Regions from separate parts of the Mus musculus genome. Here all the other regions are linked to region 2. A link is a contact called in public promoter capture Hi-C data. All regions are on one chromosome and are shown on one strand. Each heading gives the region's core, a stretch centred on a gene start, on an enhancer-like site or on the middle of the called end of the contact. The rest is flanking DNA. Distances are from core to core; before and after follow the strand shown. Region 1 holds the start of Dbndd1 (dysbindin (dystrobrevin binding protein 1) domain containing 1). Region 2 holds the start of 2310022B05Rik (RIKEN cDNA 2310022B05 gene). Region 3 holds the start of A730098A19Rik (RIKEN cDNA A730098A19 gene).

What was found. Promoter capture Hi-C pulls out the DNA fragments that hold promoters and counts their contacts.
Region 1: a contact with region 2 is called in a promoter capture Hi-C map of liver, with 3 times the contacts expected there. The contact joins the promoter of Dbndd1 here to the promoter of 2310022B05Rik in region 2. A contact is called at or near these places in 2 of 39 promoter capture datasets (frontonasal cranial neural crest and liver).
Region 3: a promoter capture Hi-C map of hippocampal neurons shows a contact between it and region 2, with 4 times the contacts expected there. The contact joins the promoter of A730098A19Rik here to the promoter of 2310022B05Rik in region 2. A contact is called at or near these places in 2 of 39 promoter capture datasets (hippocampal neurons and liver).

The regions. Positions count from the first base shown.
Region 1 is chr8:123,514,109-123,517,152 of GRCm38.p6, reverse strand. Dbndd1 (dysbindin (dystrobrevin binding protein 1) domain containing 1) reads left to right here and starts at 1,698. Exons shown (of 4, transcript NM_028146.4): 1 at 1,698-1,920. The coding sequence starts at 1,788.
Region 2 is chr8:124,661,571-124,664,694 of GRCm38.p6, reverse strand. 2310022B05Rik (RIKEN cDNA 2310022B05 gene) reads left to right here and starts at 1,326. Exons shown (of 4, transcript NM_175149.4): 1 at 1,326-1,847. The coding sequence starts at 1,512.
Region 3 is chr8:125,896,560-125,899,593 of GRCm38.p6, reverse strand. A730098A19Rik (RIKEN cDNA A730098A19 gene) reads right to left here and starts at 1,680. Exons shown (of 2, transcript NR_155422.1): 1 at 1,140-1,680. It overlaps Pcnx2 (pecanex homolog 2), which reads left to right and starts at 1,277. Exons shown (of 34, transcript NM_175561.4): 1 at 1,277-1,665. The coding sequence starts at 1,513.

The DNA of each region.
Region 1 (3,044 bases), core at 449-2,948, 1.1 Mb after region 2:
TTTTTTTTTTAAGATTTATTTATTTTAAGTACACTGTAGCTGTCTTCAGACACCCCAGAAGAAGGCATCAGATCTCATTAGGGATGGTTGTGAGCCACCATGTGGTTGCTGGGATTTGAACTTAGTGCTCTTAACCGCTGAGCCATCTCTCCAGCCCTCCCCCTCCCCCTAAGCTAACCTTATAACCCTGGTTTTGTCCCAGGGAGGAAAGGAATGACCAAGGACCGAGCACTGACTCAGCCAGGCCTGGTGGGGTTTCAGAGGGCTTTAGCCAGCTGGTGGGGATGTTCCCTTGTTTTGTAAACTAAGAACTATTTAACTTTCTGAAATCGGCCTTCAAGCTTAAAGGCCACAGGCTACCTTGTGTCCACTAGAGCTGGGCAGAAAGCCAGAGCTTTGACTCAGACCCTACTTGATTCAATGAAGCTTTTTGGCTACTGTCCTAGCCATCCATTCTGCCCAAGGCAGTACCAACTTATTTCATCCACTCAAATTCCCCTCAGCCTGTTCAGTTATGAATAACTCATCTTCTCTGATAATTTCCTTTGTTGTTTTGTTTTTGTTTTTTTGTAAAAGTGTAAATGGATTTTAGATTGGGCCTTCTGACTTCTAACCCTGAATTGTGCAACCTGGAGAAAGTTGCTGTCTGTCGGTCTCTGTGCCGGGCATCTTTAGATCTCTAGGAGTAAAGAGATACTGTGTATCTTAGTTAGGGTTACAATTTCTGTGAGGAAACACCACGACCGAAACAACTTGGGGAGAAATACATACTCGGCTTACACTTCCACACCGTTGTTCGTCGACAAAAGCAGTCAGGGCCAGAAGGGAAAGCAGGCCAGGAGGCTGGAGGCAAGAACTGCCGCCCAGGCCGAGGAGGAGCTGCTTACTGGCTTCCTCCTCACGACTTGCTCAAGCTGTTTTCAAAGAGCCGCCTGCCTCTGCCTCTCTGCCTCAGCCCTGGGATAATTAAAGGTCTGTGGTACCAAGGCCTAGCCTTAGCCTGGCCTTAGCCTGCTTTCTTATAGAACCCAGGACTACCAGCTCAGAAATAGCGCTACCCACAGTGGCCTGGCCCTCCCACATCAATAATTAAGAAAATGCCTTACGGCGGAACATTATGGAGGCGTTTTCTTAATTGGGGTTCCCGCCTCTCAGATAACTTCAGCTGTGTTAAGTCGACGTAAAATTAAATGGCACACTGTGCCATGCAAGCAGGTCTGATGCAGGACTGGCGTTTGGAGATGGGACTCCAGCTGTGGGTTATCAATACATCCAAGGCCTTCTTTTTACCAGGTCACCCCCCACTCCTCCCGGACTTGTACTCTCAATATGGATTCAATAGCATTAATCAGGTCCACAATTCCAGGCTTATCAGTTGAGGGTTCTGGGGCTGCTTTGGCCCTTCTTGTGGCACCTCCTCTCCTAACTCTTTTGCCAGGCTCCTCATGTCGCTGGCGCCCCACAAAAGCCCGAGGTTGTGATGGATAGATGGACCGCAGCCAGCGCGCAGCTCAGTGCGCAGGAGCCAGGGAAGCTAGCTGAAGTCGGAGGTCCGCAAAGGGCTACGTCCCTGCAGAAGGGTGGGTGGGGGTGGGGGTGGGGGGGTGGGAGTGGGATGGGGGGGGGTTGTTGTTGGCCGGGTCGGCAGGGGGCGCGCGAGGAGCAGGGCGGGGCTGCACCTGTGCTGCTGGCTGCTGGAGATGGGGAGGGGAGCGGCGCCAGAAGCAGCTGCGCGCCCCGCCCCGCGGGCTCCTCCCCGCCACCGCGGCCCCTTAGCTGCTGCCCCGATGCGCTGTGCCCGAAGCCCGGACTCAGTAGTCACCAGAGCAGTTGGGGCACCCGGGCTGTCGCCGCCGCTGCCCACACCCCCCGCGGACCCCATTGGCCGCATGGAGTCTCCCGAGGGCGCTGGTCCGGGAGGTGAGTCCGACCCCGGCCCCCAGAACCCAACAACAAACCGCAGCCCCTCCCTCTGCCCACTAGCCAGCTACTCCCGGGGCCTGGAGACCCGCTGATGCCTTCTGAGCCCGCCCGTCCGACTCAGAGCTAGGGGCGGAGGAGGGGGCCGGGCCAGATCCTTGGAAACGTGCGGGTATCCGGCTCGGCAAACACAGACTGCGTCTCTTTCCCTGATATGCGAGCTCCGGGCTCCGGAAGGCTTGCGGACTGCCCTCCAAGGAGGTGACCAGGGGTTGCGTCCTGAGCCCCCTGCCAGCCGAGCCTGGGAGCGGGGGAGGGGCGTGTAGGGGCCGGAGTTAGGGATCTGGAGAGGGGATTCGTAGGGGCGATGCTACCCGCTTGTTCACGCGTAGGCTTTGTTCGCCCCAGCCGCGATACCAGGAGGAATGACAAGAGGCGGAAGGGGGTCTGGGGCTCCCGACTGAGCTGGGGTTTTTGTGAGGTCATGGCGCATGCACCCGAGCTCTTGGTGCTGCAGGGCAGCGGCCTCCGAGCTGCCCAGCTGCCATATATTTGGAAGGGAAGGTGTGAATGGTGTGCTCCTTCCTCGGCCTCTCCCAGCAGCTGAAGACCCTTGAGGTTAACATCTTACCGCAGGGTCTGCCCTCCTTGGAGCGTGCCCACAGGCGGGTGGCTGATAATAGAGAGAAAACTCTTAAAAATCACCCACCCTGCGTCTCAGCTTTCCAGAAAGCTTTTCAGGGATCCATCGCTGTGGGAACTTGGATGTAATCTGAACAATCCATCACTTGCTTAGCCATACCCAACACCTCTAGGATTTCCTGAAGATCCCATCCCAAGGAAACACCAAGTGTCTGAGGATTTGGCCAGCTTGCCATTCCGCCTGCAACCCAGCCACACGATGGCTTCTTCTGAAGTCCAAAGGGTTGCCCGTGGGAGCTGTCCCCAAGCGGCTCCTATGTCTACAGGCGGGGAGCAGTGTCCTGCTTGAAAACCCTTATCTGCCTAAGCGCCAGACACTTTCCAGCCAGTGGGATTGGTTGTGCTTTGTTTTGTTTTTATGGGAGACCAGCGTTCTTGCTATTGACAGTCCCCAGACCCTGGGTCTTCCCAGCACCAGCTCC
Region 2 (3,124 bases), core at 77-2,576:
ACAGTGGTGATATATTTTATTAGAGCCTGACACATTTGTGACATTCCATTTATATCAGGGAATTCAAGTTATTTCTGCACTTGCCTTTAGTGTTAGACAAGGGCTACTTTAGAGACAACTAAGCCACGGTTGGTATTTAGTTGCTTTTCAGAATAGGACACCATGCTTACCTGAGACCTGTTAGTCTTGTGAAAATCAGGGAGTGGGATGGGGCCACAAACATCCCACAGCCCTGTCTTAAACTTTAATCGTGTGGTCTCAGCAGCAAGCCTGACCCCTTTGGGGATACATCTGCTTCCCTGTGGGAACTTTCCATCCTCTTCAGTTTGTTTGTAGTCAGCAAACCTCCCGGAGTTCTTATGATTTCTGAGATTCCAGGATTAGCTTGGCCATTTTTGGAAGTTTAAGCTTTTGGGTTGTCCCCTCACTTAAACTGATGGAATACAGGCTCCTTACGCTGACCAGCGTCTGCTGCTGACTAGAGTTCTTTAATTCCTGCTTAGGATTTTTTTTTAAAGAGTGATTTTTAAAGACAGAGTCCTGAGATTTAATAGACTGGTGTGTGTGTGTCTGTGTGTGTGTGTGTGTGTGTGTGTGTGTGTGTGTGTGTGTACTGCTGCCTCACAGTGGCAAGCATCAGAAAGCAAGGGCTTTGAGGGTTTGAAGAGGCCTTGGTGTGTAGCTCTTCTGAGAGGGGGTACTTCGCTCACACTGCATGCTTTTAGCAGGGGTCTTTCTTTCTGTGGGGATAATGGTACCATATAACCCAGGTTGGCCTTGAATTTGCCGTGAGTCTCCCGCCTAGGCCAAAACAGTGCTAGTATCCCACGCTGATGCTTCCATGCCAGGCTTAGAAGAAGTTCCACGGGCGGGAATCCAACCTCCTGGTTGACAACTGGTGGGTCAGTGCCCTAGCCTAGCCCCCGGCTCAGTGTGGTGGATCGCCCAGCGAACAGAGCGCAAACCTGAAAAAGCAATGAATGCCTGAGAGCGCAAAGGAGAGAGGATGATTGAAAGCCAGGTTGGGCACGTGCAGGAGGAAGTTTCCTTTGTCATCAGTGCCACGTGGCGCCATGGCGGTCTTCGCCCTGAGTTAACCCCTGTGGTCATCTCCAATCTCGGCGGCGCTTGTATGGGGGACTCTGTAGCAGCCCCAGAGATGCCCTAGGGTCCCGGAAAGCGTCCTATGGAGGAGAAATTGAAGGGCCATAACAGGAGGAGCTCGGGGGCGGGGCTCCAGTGGGGGCGGGGCTCCAGATGGAGGCGGGGCTTCAAGTGCCGACCGGGCTCAGGGACGATTAGTGGTCCCGACCGGTACCAGATGGGGCGTAGGCGGCCCGTACGAAGGGTGTCCCGGGAAGGTCTGGGGGCGGTGCTCAGCCAGGGGCGGAGGAGGAGGGCTCAGCGGGTGGGGTAGGGACGGCGCTCCGGGAGGAGACGGAGGCGGAGCCCCGGGGCGGGGCGCGGGCGGACCGGGAGGCGGCGCTCCGACCGGGACGCGCGGGCCGGGTATGGCGTCGATGGCGGCGGCGATCGCGGCCTCGCGTTCGGCCGTCATGAGCGGGAACCGGCCGCTGGACGACCGGGAGCGGAAGCGCTTCACCTACTTCTCATCGCTGAGCCCCATGGCCAGGAAGATCATGCAGGACAAGGAGAAGATCCGGGAGAAGTACGGGCCCGAGTGGGCGCGGCTGCCGCCCGCGCAGCAGGACGAAATCATCGACCGCTGCCTGGTGGGGCCTCGCGCCCCGGCGGCCGCCGCCGATGCGGGGGACGTGCGGGACCCGGCGCGCTTCCCTGGCCTGCGCGGGCCCACGGGCCAGAAGCTGGTGCGCTTCGGCGACGAGGTGGGTGCGGCGGGACGGGCCACCCAGGGCGGAGTGGCCGGCGAGGGGGAGTTCAGAAATCTCCCGGAGAAGGGACCTTTAAAGACAAAGTGGGAACAGTAGAGAGGAAACCAGCGAGCCTGGATGAGTGTACGACGTACAGCCTCAGTTTTCTGATGTGAAACAGGAAAAATGTCTATAGTTCCTGATCACTCAGTGGCCGGCATGTGTTAAGTATAAGGACCTCAGTGGGGAAGGTGGGACTGCCAGGCACCGCTGCCCTGGGGTACGTCCCTGGTAGACTACAATGGAGAGAGTGTGTTTGGGTTTGACATGTGAGCCCCGGTTCCCACCCAAACACAGAGTAAGTTTAGATGCCTCCAGCAAGCCTGATTATCTAGCCTGGGCTCTAGACACTGGGGGAAGAGAAAATAACTACTTAGAATTGCTCCCGGCTGACCTTGCTCTTGAGGCCCAGGAGTCTGCACTATTCAGAAACCTGGTGGTTTACCAAGAGATGGTTTCCCTGAAGCCCTTTGTGCCACCAGAGTATGGACTTGGTACCTCAGGGACTCAACTTTGTTTTGGAGGACAAAATCGGTAGCAGCTAGAGTTCTGAACGTCCATTTAGGTGGAGGCAGGGAGGAGAAGCTAGGAGAGTTTTGTTGTTGTTGTTGCTGCTGTTGTTTTTCTGTTGGAGAAGTTGTGCCAGGCGGAGGGAATACCAGTTAAGGATGAGATTTCAATCAGGTTTTTTCAGGCCAGGTATCCGTCAGTGTTTGTTACTACAGAACGCTTGTGGTCACGAACCCACTTTCCTGCCAGGGAATTGTGAAGGCAGAGAGCTAGCTATCCGCCAACACTGCCTTCTGCTCCCCATCCCATTTGAAACTCTTGTGGGCTTTGCCAGGAAAAACAAGGGTGTGGTGGGAGATGAAAATATAAGTCTTAAAATATATTCCTGGAGCTGAGGCATTTCATTGTGAAAAATATGCACCTCCATAAAGACGTGGACGGAGTTCGTGCTTGGATCCGGGTGATGAGTAGGCAGGCAGTTCCTCTTTGGCAGTGTCTTAGGTAAATAAATCTGAGAGGAAGCCGCCCTGTCCGCACTTAACAGATGCTGGAGACTGGATGTCACTGGATGTCACTCGCCCTGAGTATATCAAAAAGCCAAGCCATGTTGGAGCCAGGGTCATTGATAAGGAGAGATGTGACCAGTTTTCTTTTCACCCAGTTTCTCATTTGGGGTCAGTCTGCATTCGCGGACTGGTGTGGTTTAAAGCAAGTAGGGGCTG
Region 3 (3,034 bases), core at 431-2,930, 1.2 Mb before region 2:
TATTTTTCTTGTCTCTTTGAGACAGTGTACATCAGTTCTTTATGGCTATAGAAGTCAAGGTTCTATGATTTACTTAAAGCTGACTTTTGTTTGGTTTTAAAAATCTCATTTAGAGTTTGGGATCATGGCACATTAATTTAATATTTAAAGTCATTTTCTTATTTATTCAAAATGTATTCAACTGAAACTCAAAATCTCCCTTCCATTATTTCTATCCTGTGCTTCAGGGACTCTCATATAGAAAATTAAAAGAAAGAAAGAAAAAAAGACCAAAAATAAACAATATCTCCACAAGGTACACAGAACACACACTGACACATGTGAAGAGCAAACAAACTAAAGTAAAGATTAGACCCTTCATTTTGTGAACAAGCTTTCTGCTGTATTGGATTATCCCTGCTTATTAATCAGGGTTAGGATTCATTGCTGGTTTGGCAATATCAAGAATGGGCTTTACTCTGTTCTAGCAGCGATCTAGCGCCACCTAGCGCCGCAATCAAAATCTGTTCTTCTCTTTTTTTTCTCTCCTCCCTTCTTCCCCCGCCCTTCCCCGCCCCCCTCTCCTCCTGGTTGAAATGGTAGATTGCTATCCCAGATTATGTTCAGGAAATATATAAGAAGAAAGAAAGCTGGATGTAGTTGCTTATGCTCATAATCTCAATACTCTATAGAGAATTGCCATGAATTTTCAGGCCAGCCCGAGCTACATAATCCCTTCCAAGCCAATTCAGTCTACAGAGTGAGACCGTGCCTTATCAGTAAGATAAAACAATGTAAGGTAAAAATGTGTGGTTAACTGAGGCTCCAACGATTATTTCAGAACGGCGGTTATCATTTCTGTGCGTCCAATTAGGTAATCGGGGGTGGAGGAGAAAAGTCAGGGTGGAAAGAGGTCAGTGGGAGCAGACCATGTCGCACATGAAACTTTAGAGCCTCTAGTCTGTAGCCAACCAAGGTCACAGGGATCAAAGCCCCGCAGGTGGAGCTCAGAGGACATCGCTTTGAGTACCGCAAGCCTAGGCCTCCAGATTATACAAACCTTTTGGGGCAGGAGACAAAACAAAAACAAAAGCCAAGAAGTTTCCTGTCTGTGGTCCTCACACGGGAACATTCTTGGTTCTCACACCTTGCAAACTTACTCTTGGGAGATTCAGGAGAAAAGGCAGGTGGAGCTCCAGCCACCAAGGAGAGGGAGGGACTGAGCTCCTTCGCAGACTTGTGTGGGCGCAGGGCGGAGCCGCCGGAGCATCCTTGAGCAGCCATCGCAGAGCATGATGGGAAAATCCTCCTTCCCTTGGACATGGCGCGCACCTGCCTGGCAGCCCCAGCCGGCTCCAGCACCGCGCTGTGCCGGTCCGTACTGTTCAGCGTCTACCGCGGTTTGGGCGGTGGCGGCGGGGGTGGGACCGCGCCTGGAGCACACCGGCACGCGCCGACGTACTGAGCTCCAGGGTGCTGAGCTTAGGGTGCTGAGCCCCAGGGCACGCTCGGTTTCTGCCGGACTCTGCGGGCATGGCGTCCCAGGTGCTGCAGCTGCTCAGGCAGGGTGTGTGGGCCGCTCTCACAGGGGGCTGGTACCACGACCCGGAGCATAGCAAATTCACCAATAGCTGCCACCTCTACCTGTGGCTGTTCCTGCTCTTGCTGCCACTGGCTCTGCACCTGGTGAGTCCCCAGTTTAGGGGTGGGTGGAGGAGGGGGAGGAGGAAAGGAAAAGGAGGAGAAACAGGAAGCGGAAAGGAAAATTAACAGGAGAAGAGAGGGAAGGGGGAGAGAAGGAAGGAGATGGGAAGAACTAAATAGGAAGTAAGGTTATGAAAGAAGGGGAGGGGGAGCCACAGAGGATGCCCAGGATGGGAAGGAATCAGTGACTTTGAGAAGTAGGGACGGAAGAATGAGGCAAGGGGTTTTGGGACAACAGTCCTGCAGGGCACTGGAGAGTCTCCGGAAAGAAGTATGTAGGACTTTGGGGATTGTGAGCTCATTAAAAATCGATGTGGGCTGCCTGGATGAGTCAGGCCCTGCTGTCTGAACGGTTGAGACTGGCTTATGGGTACCAACCATGGAGCCTCACGACTTCGGATGATATCAGCTATAACACCAGCTATAACACCTCAGGTGCAGTCGCAATAAAAAGGCAGTACGAATCCCTCTCAGGGCGACCTGATTTCGGTTGTTAGTCGTTTTTTCTTTTTTCCTACTCTTCTCTTCTTGTTTTGCTTTAGGAAGGTAGATTCCACTGTCAATCACTCTGCAGTTTCACTATGGTGTAGAGAAGTCTGAAAAAAAATTAAAAATATACAGGAGTGGATAAATGTCATACACCTATGCCAGAGCAGTGTGGCAGCTCCTCCTCTGGGATGGCCAACAATGGGGGATAGTGAATGCTTACTGAATGGTTACCTATGACCTTCATAGGTCAGTTAAACATATAGGTAGCGCAAGGCGTGATGGGGCACCCTTAAAAAGCTGCCTGCTGTTAACTTGCCGGTGAGGCGAGGAGCCGTCTCTGATGTGTCTGTGAAGGACTTTGTCCCTAGAACAGTACATGGTCATGTTCTGCTCCACAAAATCTTCAATGAGTTTGCATAGGTGACAGATCCTGAGTCTGACCTTCGAGATGCCTGGTGGCTTGGCACCCCTAGACCCTGGCTCTTTTACTGGCAGGCTGTTCAGAGCTGTGGTTCTGGAAACAGACTGGCTCAGCTGAACTCCGGGCCCAGCTTTTCCCAGTTCTGGGACCATGGAAGGAGTTGACTTACTTTGACATTTTACTTTCCTTGGCTGTAGAACAAGATACTTGCTCCTGTGTGTGTGTGTGTGTGTGTGTGTGTGTGTGTGTGTGTGTGTGTGTGTGCTTGAAAGCATGCAGAGAGATCAGAAGACAACTTGGCAGGGGTTCCACTCTGGGGGATCCTTGGATCAGGATTGGTGGCAGGCAGCTTTACTCTCTGAGCTATCTTACTGGCCATTAGAACCAGTTTGTGCCAGCCGTGGTGCTCAACGAGAGTACATATGAAGTCTTCTTCAGGAC